Regions from separate parts of the Mus musculus genome. Here region 2 is linked to region 1. Evidence: chromatin contacts called from public promoter capture Hi-C data. All regions are on one chromosome and are shown on one strand. Each heading gives the region's core, a stretch centred on a gene start, on an enhancer-like site or on the middle of the called end of the contact. The rest is flanking DNA. Distances are from core to core; before and after follow the strand shown.

Evidence for each region. Promoter capture Hi-C pulls out the DNA fragments that hold promoters and counts their contacts.
Region 2: a contact with region 1 is called in a promoter capture Hi-C map of hippocampal neurons, with 8 times the contacts expected there. The contact joins the promoter of Actbl2 here to the enhancer-like site in region 1. A contact is called at or near these places in 8 of 39 promoter capture datasets (the 3T3-L1 cell line, cranial neural crest, hippocampal neurons and 4 more), 21 of 484 Hi-C or Micro-C datasets (B cells, CD8 T cells, the G1E-ER4 cell line and 14 more), 3 of 115 datasets of contacts at active chromatin or transcription factors (T-cell acute lymphoblastic leukemia, embryonic basal ganglia and pancreatic cancer cells) and 3 of 9 other capture datasets (adipose tissue, embryonic stem cells and pancreatic islet).

What each region holds. Positions count from the first base shown.
Region 1 is chr13:110,965,412-110,971,818 of GRCm38.p6, forward strand. No RefSeq gene overlaps it. Among named protein-coding and RNA genes, the nearest start is that of 4930526H09Rik, 65 kb to the left of the region's middle. Within about 2 kb of position 2,805, at least 130 of the 459 cell types and tissues checked have an H3K27ac peak or open chromatin away from gene starts, as enhancers often do. A contact at or near this core is called in adipose tissue, cerebellum, embryonic fibroblasts and 7 more, where this site is marked.
Region 2 is chr13:111,251,179-111,257,585 of GRCm38.p6, forward strand. It overlaps Actbl2 (actin, beta-like 2), which reads left to right and starts at 3,835. Exons shown (of 1, transcript NM_175497.3): 1 at 3,835-6,407. The coding sequence starts at 3,955. The coding sequence ends at 5,085.

The sequences.
Region 1 (6,407 bases), core at 1,555-4,054:
CAAAAAAAACCAAACAACAAAAACAAAAATATAAACCTTTAAATGAATGTTGTTAGGTTTCCTTGGTGTTCTCTCTCTCTCTCTCTCTCTCTCTCTCTCTCTCTCCCTTCCTTCCTTCTTTCCTTCCTTCCTTTCTTAAAAGAGGAAGAAAGGAGTCTAATATAAACTTTCTTAAAATTCTCTAACTACAACCAGAAAATTAAGCCACAAATATACTGACCCTAGTGCTTTTCTTTGTTTGGCCACATGTCACGTTGTCTTGTATATTTGAAGGGTTTTATTGCTGTGAAAATACACCACAACCATGGTGACTCTCATAAAGGAAAACAACTAATTGGGGCTGGTTTACAGTTTCAGAGGTTCAGTCCATTGTGGTGGGAAACATGGCAGCATGCAGGCAGATATGGCGCTGAGAGTTCTACATCTTAATCTGAAAGCAGCTAGGAGCCTGAATATGTTTCACACTGGGAGTAGCTTGAACATTTAAGACCTCATGTCTGCCTCAACAGTGACACATTTCCTATAGCAAGGCCACACTCCTCTAATAAAGCCAAACCTTCTAATAGTGCCACTCCCTATGGCCAAGGATTCAAACACATGAATCTCTGGGACTATACCTAGCCAAACCACCACAACCACAGAAAACATCTTCATGCTGAATAGACAGCTCTAGTTTGGACACTGAGAGGAGGGAAAAGTTGAGTTCCTGGTCACATGTTACAGATGCTCATTTTAAAACATCATAGTAAAAATAAACGTACTCTTAAAGAAGCAAAACATGAAATCTGAGATCATGGATTCGATTACTAATCCTACTTTACATGCTGAGTAAATATAGCAATTCACTCACCTGCCCAAGCACCAGTTTTCTCATTTGATCAACGTGGATAACAATACCTATCTTGCAGGCTACGAACAGGCCGTTCTGGAGATTGCTATCAACCCCTTCTATGTATATATCTCCCTTTTGTCCATCTGGGAAATAAAACATGAAACAATATGTCTGCTGCAGATACTCTTTTCCTAGACCTGATATTAGTGATAACCGTTGCGAACAATTAAAAAAATGTTTTAAAAATTCTTTTAAAAAGAAGAAACATGTTTGCTCTTCCTTAAATGATCTTAGGGTAGGCATCAGCTTTAAAATGAATCTGGAAGTAGTTTACCTTTGGTCCTTTTATGCATACACACACACATGCACACACATGCATACCTACACACACAGGTTTACCTAGAGCCATACAAGAGGCAACAAAGAAAAAAAATCCCAAGAAGGCTCTCCATTTACACAAATGTAAAAGTCAAGGGACAACCTTGTTGAGCCAAAATATTGCACAGTTTTCTGTCATTCTCTCTTGGGTTGCATCTGTGTTAAAAAGATTCTCCCCAAAAGTGGCAAGGGGCACCCTTTCCTGAATTCCCAGCTCTTGTCAGGAATAACAAATTTCTAAAGAACTAAATTAAAAAGAAAGTTCAAAAAGGAAATCTCTCTTCTAGTCTTTCTTATTGCACAGTACAAATGGCTAAGGACTCCAAGGGAGACCACCATAAACTCTGTAGAACAAAGTGTAGTATTTCACTGTGAATTAGCCTGTTAAAAAAAATGTTACAAAGCAGAGCTCATTGTTTTAGGATTTACTGTTCCACACATCCTAAAGATATGATAAGAAACTATGAAGTCAGCACTGTAGCTATTGAGACAGCGAGAGCAGACAAGCTCCATCCAGAAACAAATAGATTTCCTACAGACCTGTGATCTTGCTTATCTAAGAGGAAGGTTTTGTTTGCTTGTCAATCAAGCAGAGCAGATCTTCTGGGCGCGCGGCCACACCTTGGACTGGGGAAGCTCAGGAAGGAAGGAATGTGGGAAGGAAGAGGGGAGAGGCCATTTCCTGATGGGTCAGCTGCTGGCAAGTGTCTGGACCCTGGGAAAGCTGTGGTGTAAGCCTTCCTCTCCTTGGAGAGCAAGCAGAGCAGCAGGAACAATGGTGTGAAACTCTGCCGGTAACTCCCAGGTCACGCCTGGAGCAGCATGGTCCACCGGCAGCAGGTTATGCCTCAACATGTCCTGGACTCTCGGCAGCCTGCTGTTTAAACCTCCCTGTGCAATCCCTCTGCCAACATGAAGCATATTCTCAAGGCAATTTCTCTCCAAGGGAGACAAAGAGCATCTAGCACTGGGTTAACTGAAAAGCCATGGCATGGGAGAAAAGGCCTTCTAAGACTCTCAGACTGCCAATCCCAGAGATCTTGACTGACAGTTCTTATGTTTTAACATCCCAAGTGATCTTTTTATGTTCAGTTTCTGATTAATCTGCAGAGCATCCTCCTGTGTTAGGCTACTCAGGATCTGTAGAATGAGTTAAAAGACACCATTCCCTGCTCCAGGCTTGGTCTCCCCACGCTCTGAAAGGGCTGTGCCAAGGAAACTTACTTCTACTGTTAATGTCTCAGCTAAAAGGTGCTTAATCATTGTAAGAATTTCTTAGCTGGGCGTGGTGGGTACATGCATATAATTCCAACATGTGGGAGGTGGGGGCGGGGCCATCAGGAATTTGAGGTTATCCTGAACAACATAGTGAGTTCATGTCCAACCTAGAATACAAAGTACAAAATCTGAAGAAAAACGAAACAAAACTACAAAAATGAAAACAAGGACCAGCTGGGTTGGTGCAGAGGAAAGCCAAGATAAACCAAGAAAAAAAAAAATAAAACACATCAATTTAAAAATACCTTATTCAATATTCAAGACAAGATTTCCTACTGTTCCTAGTCTAAGAGACTAGTTTAGGGTAATCTCTTTCCCTCCCTTCCTCTTTCACACAGTGTAAGCAGGGCATTTGGCTCCTCCCTAGCACAGTGCAAGCCTCCATGTTCTTTAAATCTGGTACATTCCTGCCCTCTAGAGGACAGAGTTCCAATCACTGCTAGGATCAAACAGTTGCTTTGTGGAGACTGAATTGTCAAATTCATAGCCGTGAAGTACTCTTGGCTCACACAGGCACAACAGCTTTCAAAAAAATAATCTTTCTTCAGGTGATTCCCAGGCATCAAATTTACCTAAAGGTCATTTTTCTTATAAACAGGAGTAGTTCGTTGTTGGTGAAAATGTAATACCATATGGATTTATTTCTCTGTTTTTCCTACACGTGCTTAAATTGGCCAAAACAGTGGCAATGAGCTTAAGCCAATGTCTTTGGAGCTTCTCCCTAATCCTCACCCCTCAGTTCTCAACACAGGAGTCCAAGAGCGCCAGGAAGATCATCCAAAGAAGTCATTCTTCAATCCCTTTAAGCCGATGGGGCTTTGCACTTCCCGGGCAGGATTGAAGCAGCCAGACACATGCTGTCGCCTTCTCCTCCACTAGGAGAACTTCCTAGCAGAGCCAAGAGGGCCAAGTGACGTTCTCCAAGTGACGTTCTCCAGGCCACAGAGTTGGATTGAGGCATATGGTGCAATGGAACCCAAACTGCTGATAATGTTTTTAAGCCTGTGGCATCAGTTTTCTATTCAAAGACCAAGCCAGAGGTTTGCGTTATTTTATTTTTAGTTACATAGACACCAGGCTATTTATCACCAGGGACAGAAGTGAATCTAGCACTGCCCCCTGTGTGGTGGTTTGAATGAAAAGGGCCTCCATAGGTGCAGAGGGAGTGGTACTATTAGGAGGCATGGCCTTGTTGAGGAGGTGTGCCACACTGGAGGTAGCTTCGAAGTTTCAAATGCTCAAGCCAAACCCAGTGTCTCTTTCTCTTCCTGGTGCTTTCAGATCCAGATGTAGAACTCTCAGCTACTTCCCCAGCACCACACCTGCCCAGATGCTGCCATGCTTCCTGCCATGATGAAAATGGACTTAACCTAGAAACTGTAAGGCAGCCCCAATTAAATGTTTTCCTTTATAAGAGTTGGGTAGTCATAGAGTCTCGTCACAGCAATTGTCACTCTCCAACATGTGTCTATTTCAGACTAGGTCATGGCACCATTGGATATGGTGATCTTCCTGGTTACAGTCATCTATATTCTGGAACCTTGGAAAGTGTTTGTGATGCTGGCTGTCCTTTTATAACAACTTTCTGGCCTTTGTTCTCTTCCGTTTATGAATAAGAAACTAAGGAATATCACTAGACCAGGCCATAGAGCATACAACTGTAAGATCTCTTCTGCTCTAAAATGTGTCATTTCTGTTTCATCACGAAGTTTCTAACAAAGAAAAGAGCACTAGATCGATGCATAAATTACTTCATCTATTTGCTTTTAAAATAAGATGGGAACTGACATGCCTTAGGCTTCATACTTCACCGGCAGAGCTAGGGCTAATAGGGATTCTTAATTTCAAGCCAGTCACTGTACAAAGTCTATTATAGCTCCTTTCTCATCCTCCTCCCCTGACACACACACCAGCTGCAGAGGTCCACCGTGAAATCACCATACACATCAGAAAGATGTTGTCTTTGACAGTTCCTTCCTTGCTCTCTCCACTTAATCATCTTCAATGCTGCATCTTTCTAGGGTGTGCAGATGGCTACCAACTCCAGTCCCCCAAACCTGCCTCACAGTTATGTCTGACTTAGTGGGCCCTTATCTATATCCAGGTTGGAATGAAACTTTGATTTCCCAGGGCACAAGACAAAGTATGTCAATAATGAGGAGAGCAGCTGGACCTAAGACTCAATATTTGAAGGACTATGGGAAAGATTTGAAAACCAGAGTCTGTCTAGAATTGGAAATTTTCTACTTTTCTAAAAACCCACTCAAATGACTGTTGGGGGAAGCCCGGATGATTTCTCAGCAAGTTGGTTTCTGCTTCTAACGTCATGTTCAAGTTCTCGTCTGATTATGACTTACTAGAAGGTGACTTTAAAATGGCATATGGGTTAAATTGTACTTCTCTACTCATGGTGAAAGGATGGAAAGGAAAGAATGCAAAACTGTACAACCCACGTACCACATGGGTGTGGTTATTTAATCTATAATTTTTTCTCTTTATCCACTTTCTACTGCACACTCATGCTCAATCCAGCAAGTTTAGGCTTCTCAGTCAGGTGCCAGCTTCCAGGAATATGTGAGCAGCTCCAGCAGAAATTCAGAAACAAAGCTGGGGATGAGTACAGTTGCACAGGCCTATAGCCTATCACACAGGAGTTAGAGGCTGGAAGATCAAGAATTCAAGGCCATCTCCAGCTACATAGTAGATGCAAGGCCAGCCTGAGCTCAAAAAGATCAAGAGTTCAAGGTCACCTTCGGCTACATAGAGCTGTGAGCTCTATGAAATCTTGTCTCAAAAAAGAAATACTTAGAAAAAAAGGTGGCTTGAGGGTTAGCCAGAGAATTCACCAGTCTCCATTAGCAGTTAGCACTGGACTCCACTGTCAGGGTTAATGACAGTTTTCAGTGTCTCATCATTGAAGTCCAGGAAAGGGAACTGTGGAAACCACGAGGGTTTTCTTCGCTAGCGTTTCAAAGTGTCCTTCATTCTTAGAAATCAGGAGTTTCCTATCTGGCCTCAAGAACGGAACAATCTTTCTAGTTTGGCCTTTGGGAACTATTACCAAAAATCAGTTAGAAAAATTTCCCTTTCAATTGGCCAGTGATCTAGAGTGTTAGTGGTCCCTGTAACAGTAGGAGATAGATGTGTGTCACAGATGGTTGCCCAGCTGTAGGGCTGTGGAGGAGCAGTGAAGAGGGAATTAAAGGTTTTCTCCTCAGTTATGACAGCTGGTCCTACCTTGTTCCAATACTGGGCAGCTGATGTATATTATAGCAAGAACTAATTAGAAAGTCCTCTTCAACCTTCTCTACCCATTGGCCATGGTGAAGCTGTTAATGACAGATCTGCAGAAAGGCTTCCTATTAGACACTTATCCATGGCATTTTTTGGAGTTTTGTTTTTCACCTTTTTCTAGTTCTGCTCCTGGATGAATGGTTTGTGTGGTGTTATTGGGTGTATTCAAAATTCAGCTTGTCTCACTAATTACATTGAGGTTGTACAGACCATTGTCCAATTTACCACTGTTCCCTAAAACCTCTTCCTTCTCAGCCAGCAGACACATAATAACGATTAAAAGCAGAGGGAAAGGGAGCCTGCAGCTAGAAAATGTAGCAGGCTACAAAATGTGGAGCAGAAAAGAAGCACTTAAATGTTCTTGATGCAATTGTCTGGATAGATATAAAAAGCAATATTTAATATTTATCTAACTTCTCCTGCAGGCAAAGCTGACAAAATCAGTCTTCTAAGACAATATTGTGTGGGAAACTAATTCAGGAGGAAGCTGTAGTCTAGTTTACAGAGGCAGTCTTGGTTTTATGTATCAAATAATAAGGACTTGGAGGGGGGGAGGTCCAACAACAGTACAGAATTGTAGGGAACTATAGACCAGAGGAGAGGAGAGAAGAGAAGGGAGGGGAGA
Region 2 (6,407 bases), core at 2,585-5,084, 290 kb after region 1:
CCAAGAGATGACATCTTAAAATAGCCGTTCTTTTGTGAGAATGTTGTGGTTTTGTTTCCTCTGTTGAAACGGAAACTCTCCACATAGCCCTGACTGGCCTGGGATTCTCAGTCCTCCTGTCTCAGCCTCCTGAGTGCTAGATTACAGGTACACAGAGCCGCACCTGGCTCGCATAGCTGCTGAGTTAAAACATGCCCTCTTGTGTTGTTGAGAGTTAATTAAAATGTCAAAAGCATGTTTTAAGGGCACATAATTAATGAAATTTTCTCTGAGGATGCCAAACACTAAAATAGAAGCTATCTACCAAATCGCACCACAGACTCACTCACGATGCTGTGCAGTGCCAGCTCTGTAACGGTAACCTTCATTCTGAAGGCAGCTCTGAGGACACCTCCGAAATAAATCTAGGGTGCAAGGATGCGCCTGGTACAATCCAGGATTCTCTGCTGGCATTCTAATACCATGGGTTTGCATTGTACTCTAGACTGGAATTTATAATTCATGAATACAGCCTGTGAAAAATACAATGCATATTTTGTTCATTTTTAGGATGCGCATATGGTGTGTTGTGGAGATTAAAAAAAGAAAAAAAGACATTCCCAGAAGCAACACTCAATACTCTATAGCCATAAAATTACAATAATGGAAAGCTTTGTTGTACTGCATAAAAAAGAAAGTTCATGAAGCCGTCTGAGTTAGGGGCTCGGGTCTTTAGAACTCAGAGAGGAATCTTTCAGTTAGATAAAAGATTAAACGGAAGGTTGTTCCTGCTGGGAGCCAAAGCAAGACCTTAAGTCTTGTATTCAAACCCACTTCCTGCCATGTCTGACTTTCAGCAGAAAGGTTTTGAAGATACATTCGAGACCCAGAGAAAGGTAATTCTACTTCAAATTGAACAACATGGAGAGAGTCAGACACTCATGCTGTTGTTGTGACTATTGGAGAGGCTTGCTGGGTAAAAACACAGGTTTGCTCTCGTCAGATTTGAAGAGGAAGGTGTGTTTCTACTCAGCCATGAGGAGTTGTTGCCTTCACTTACAAAGTGAGATTTTGGGGTGGGTGAAAGAATGAATGAACCAAACAGATGACTTTGGAGCCCTCAAATGTGGGTATGAAAAAAATCGCTTTGCTTTAGAAGAGCTGACAAAGAAGTTACTTTTTAGTTTTTTATTCTTTGTGAGTCTCACATCATGCACCCTAGGCCACTCATCTCCCTGTCCCCTCATATCCACCCTTGCCCTTGCAATTCCCACCCTCCCCCCCAAAAAAAACATACACCCAAACAAAATAAACGAAACGAAACATAGAAAGCATTTTGTCATGGAAGCTGTAGAGTTTCCCACAATATACCCTTCTGTCACCACATTTTCACTAGTGAACATTCATTGCAATGAGGCATTGGTGTGGTTCAAGGTCTCTGACTTCTGTGACACCAACAATATTGGCTCCTCACACGGTCTCCTCGGAGCTGGCTCACCCACATTCATGCCTCCAGAGCCAAAACCAATGTCCTGCCCAGTCAAAGACTGGGGCCCTTTCTCCAAAGGGCTGCAGCTGGTGAGAGGATGGGCCAGGTCTCCCACTCTCATAACCACTGGGGTCAGCTCTCCCAACTGCCTCAGGTAGTGAGGGGTGAGGGAGTAGAGAGACCAAGAAGTTATTCTCCTACTTACCTGACCCATTTGGGACAAGAAGTCATGAACATTGGTAACTGATGGTTTCCCAGGTCCTCCTGGCCTATGATCCATCATGACACATCTACCATACTGTCTGTATTTCTACATTAAATATTAAATTCAAGTAAACTTTCTCCGAAGTGGTCGGTATAATAAATCATTAAAAAAGAGGAGAGCAATACTGTACCAATTGTGTCATGTTAACAACTACAAATGGACTTGATGCCATAAAAAAAAAAAATACATGCATCTTGAAGATCTAGTTATTTAAAAGATCAATATGTACGCAAATATATAATTTAAAATTTTATCTTATCATTTAGTTTGTTTATTGTTGTGTAGCTCAACTATTTTATAAAAATTTATTGAAAATAAGATTATCATAATTTGTATATTAAAATTTGTATTTTATTTGTATTTTAAAAATAACCCTATTTAAAAATGGGGTATAGAGCTAAACAAAGAATTCTCAACTGAGGAATACCAAAGGGCTGAGAAGCACCTGAAAAAAAATGTTCAACATTCTTAATCATCAGGGAAATGCAAATCAAAACAACCCTGAGATTCCACCTCACACCAGTCAGAATGGCTAAGATCAAAAATTTAGTTGACAGCAGATGCTGGCGAGGATGTGGAGAAAGAGGAATAGTCCTCCACTGTTGGTGGAATTGCAAGCTGGTACAACCACTCTGGAAATCAGGCTGGTGGTTCCTCAGAAAATTGGACATAGTACTTCTGGAAGATCCAGCAATACCTCTCTGGGCATTTATCCAGAAGATGTTCCAACTTGTAATAAGGACACATGCTCCACTATGTTCATAGCAGCCTTATTTATAATAGCCAGACTGCCCCACCTGGGGATCCATCCCATAATCAGCCACCAAAACCAGACACTATTGCATATGCCAGCAAGATTTTGCTGACAGGACCCTAATATCTCTTGTGAGGCTATGCCACTGCCTGGCAAATACAGAAGTGGATGCTCACGGTCATCTATTGGATGGAACACAGGGCCCCCAATGAAGGAGCTAGAGAAAGTACCCAAGGAGCTAAAGGGGTCTGCAATCCTATAGGAGGAGGAACAATATGAACTAACCAGTACCCCCCAGAGATGTGTCTCTAGTTGCATATGTAGCAGAGGATGGCCTAGTCGGCCATCAGTGGGAGGAGAGGCCCTTGGTCTTGCAAACTTTATATGCCCCAGTACAGGGGAATGCCAGGGCCAGGAAGTGAGAGTGGGTGGGCTGGGGAGCAGGGCAGGGGAGGGTATAGGGGACTTTCAAAGAGGAAACTAGGAAAGGGGGTAGCATTTGAAATGTAAATGAAGAAAATATCTAATAAAAATTTTTTAAAAAAGAAAAAATCTAATAAAAAAATTTTTGAAAAACAAATAAATCACTCAAAAACATTGGCATTATGCCTTTGTGCAGTCAACATGGGCTTGGTAAACCTACGAACAATGTCAATGCATGATAATAAATTTGGTTATTAGAAAATATAAAGAATATAATGTGGCTATTAGATAGTTTGTCAGAAAAAAATGTATAGTGGTTTACTTTATTGATCACCCTCTTGCTTTTACTTGTGGCTGGCAGATCTGAGGTCAGTTAAATAGCTCTACATTTTTCATGGCACAAAGTATATTCTGATTAAAGCCATTAGGCCACCCGAGGCCACTCGTTATTTTCTTTCATTAAAACAGCTTCTATCGTGATGACATCTTCTAATAATGAGAAAGAAAAACTTAAAAAAAATAAATACAGTATCAGGCCCTTCCTATGAGTAATATATCAAAACTGGAAAGTCAAGGCTAAGCGCCGTCAGAGTGCGCGCTTAAGAGGAGCAGTCCACGGAGCAGGAGCACAGACTCCATCTCTAGTTCTCTCTCACATTCCCTCTGCATCACATAGAAATCTAGAGACCTCACCAAGCAGACCCGGAAGCAGTGTGTGGGTTGCCTAATTACAGCACCCTGAGATTTAGCCACTTGGTAGCCAGTTTTCTCTTTATGAAAGAGGCCTACTAATGATTTCTGTAATTATCATCATTATTAGCACCTCAAAGGTAGCCCCGCCCAGAAATGCTGGGAACTGGTGGGGTAGGACATGGGTGGAGTCGGAGTCTTCCTTTAAATACCTGTGCTCGAGGTCCAGGCTCTCTTCTCTGAGGGCAGTTCTGAAGTGTTCTGAGTACCCATTCTCTGTCTCGCACATCATAGTCTAGAACTCACCTCTATTGAACTTTTGTTCACCCATCTGGAAGATCCCAGCCAGCAACCATGGTTGACGATGAGCTGACTGCTTTGGTAGTAGATAATGGGTCAGGGATGTGCAAGGCAGGTTTTGGGGGTGACGATGCCCCCCGTGCTGTGTTCCCCTCCATGGTTGGTCGTCCACGACACCAGGGGGTCATGGTAGGCATGGGCCAGAAGGACTGTTATGTGGGAGATGAGGCCCAGAGCAAGCGAGGCATCTTGACCTTGAAGTATCCCATTGAACACGGAGTCGTCACCAACTGGGATGATATGGAGAAGATCTGGTACCACACTTTCTACAATGAGCTCCGGGTAGCACCGGATGAACATCCTATTCTTCTCACCGAGGCACCCCTTAACCCCAAAATCAACCGGGAAAAGATGACTCAGATAATGTTCGAGGCTTTCAACACACCTGCCATGTATGTAGCAATCCAAGCCGTGCTATCCCTCTATGCTTCCGGAAGGACTACAGGTATCGTGATGGATTCTGGGGATGGGGTCACTCACACTGTGCCTATCTATGAAGGTTACGCTCTGCCTCATGCCATTCTACGACTAGATCTGGCAGGTAGGGACCTGACTGATTACCTCATGAAGATTCTGACAGAACGAGGCTATAACTTCACCACCACAGCAGAGAGGGAGATCGTGCGGGATGTCAAAGAAAAGTTGTGCTACGTGGCCCTGGACTTTGAGCAGGAGATGGTCACTGCAGCCGCTTCATCCTCACTAGAGAGAAGCTATGAGCTCCCTGATGGGCAGGTGATCACCATTGGAAATGAACGCTTCCGGTGCCCAGAAGCCATTTTCCAGCCTTCCTTTCTAGGCATTGAATCCAGAGGCATCCATGAGACAACCTTCAACTCGATCATGAAGTGTGATGTAGATATTCGTAAGGATTTATTTGCCAACACTGTGCTGTCTGGAGGCAGTACCATGTACCCAGGCATTGCCGACAGGATGCAGAAGGAAATTGTAACCTTGGCACCAAGTACCATGAAAATTAAGATCATAGCTCCCCCAGAACGCAAGTATTCGGTTTGGATTGGGGGCTCCATCCTCGCCAGCCTGTCCACATTCCAGCAGATGTGGATCAGTAAGCAGGAATATGACGAAGCTGGACCTCCCATTGTTCATAGAAAATGCTTCTAGGTAAGCTACCGTGTCCCTTTTCCTGGGTCATAATGATGGTACCCCACCTCACCCAGGACACTGAAGGTAAATCATTGACTTCTTATTGAGTGTACAAGCCAGGAAATCTGCGTCACCATCCAAGTATCCAGGGCTAGGACACAGCTAACCACACTGTGATTTTTATCAGCTGAGGGAATTCTGATATCATATTCCGTTTTTTTATGCCTGTAGGGCTCAAAGAAATGTGGGCTTGCTTACATGAAAATATGTGACAAGGAGTAAGATCATGAGAATATAATTTCAGGCTGAATACAATTTGCAAGCCTTATATAGAGCTCTTGCTGAAATGGTCAAAAACACTCTACAAATCTGCAATACAAAAGTTTAGCAACTATGTCTTAGTCCCTTTATTTATTTACTTCTTTCTATGGATATAACGAATTATACAAGTCAATCATCTGTATCCACATATGCATCAGGAAAGTAAAATATTACATCTTAAACCATAATAATGTACTTGGCTGACTGAGCAACTTATGTGCTTGTTTTTATTCTCTAGTCAACGTCTTATCAGCTCTGTATTTCAAGGAATTGACTTATCACATAAGCATAACTAAACAGTTACCATTCGATTAGTGTGTATAAATCAAATAACTTTTCAAGTCAAGGTAAAGATCTGTTGGTCATGACTTAGTTCCTGGACTTCATCAGACTCACGAAACAGCAGACCTACAGACGATGCCTAACTGTTTACACAGAAAGATATTGTTGTATCGAGTTAATTTTGTTCTGCCACAGAGTGACAAGAATAATTTTATCGATATCTCTCAGCCTAATAATGTGTCTTGAGTAATATCTGTTGGCCGTGATTCTGGGTATTCCTCATATGCAAGGATGTTGCTATGGGAAGCGCAGCAGCAGCATCCTTGCAAGCAGGGAACTAGAGTAGAAGTTCAGTAGCCTCAGGTGTGCTCTTGGGAGATTTGGTTGTCGTTCTTCATTTTATGACATCCAACGACTGGCAACACGTGTGTACAAACGTGTCTCTGAAATGTTAGCTTCTCAAAAAACATATTAGGGTTTCTTCCTACAATGTTTGAGATGATTTAGTGGACCCAGTGGTGACTGAACAACAAATCTTTAGAATGACCATATCTGTTTCCATCTATGCTGTGATTTCTCATCATTTGGTTATCAGGGTAATTTGCATTTTTCATGTCTTTTTCTAAAAAGTTAAGATATTCATCTGCTTATTTGCTCATGAAGATACTGTTAGACACGTGGGAGGAAGGAATCCCTTCTCTTTCATATTAGTTTGGAAAGCTCTTGTGTTTAGACAT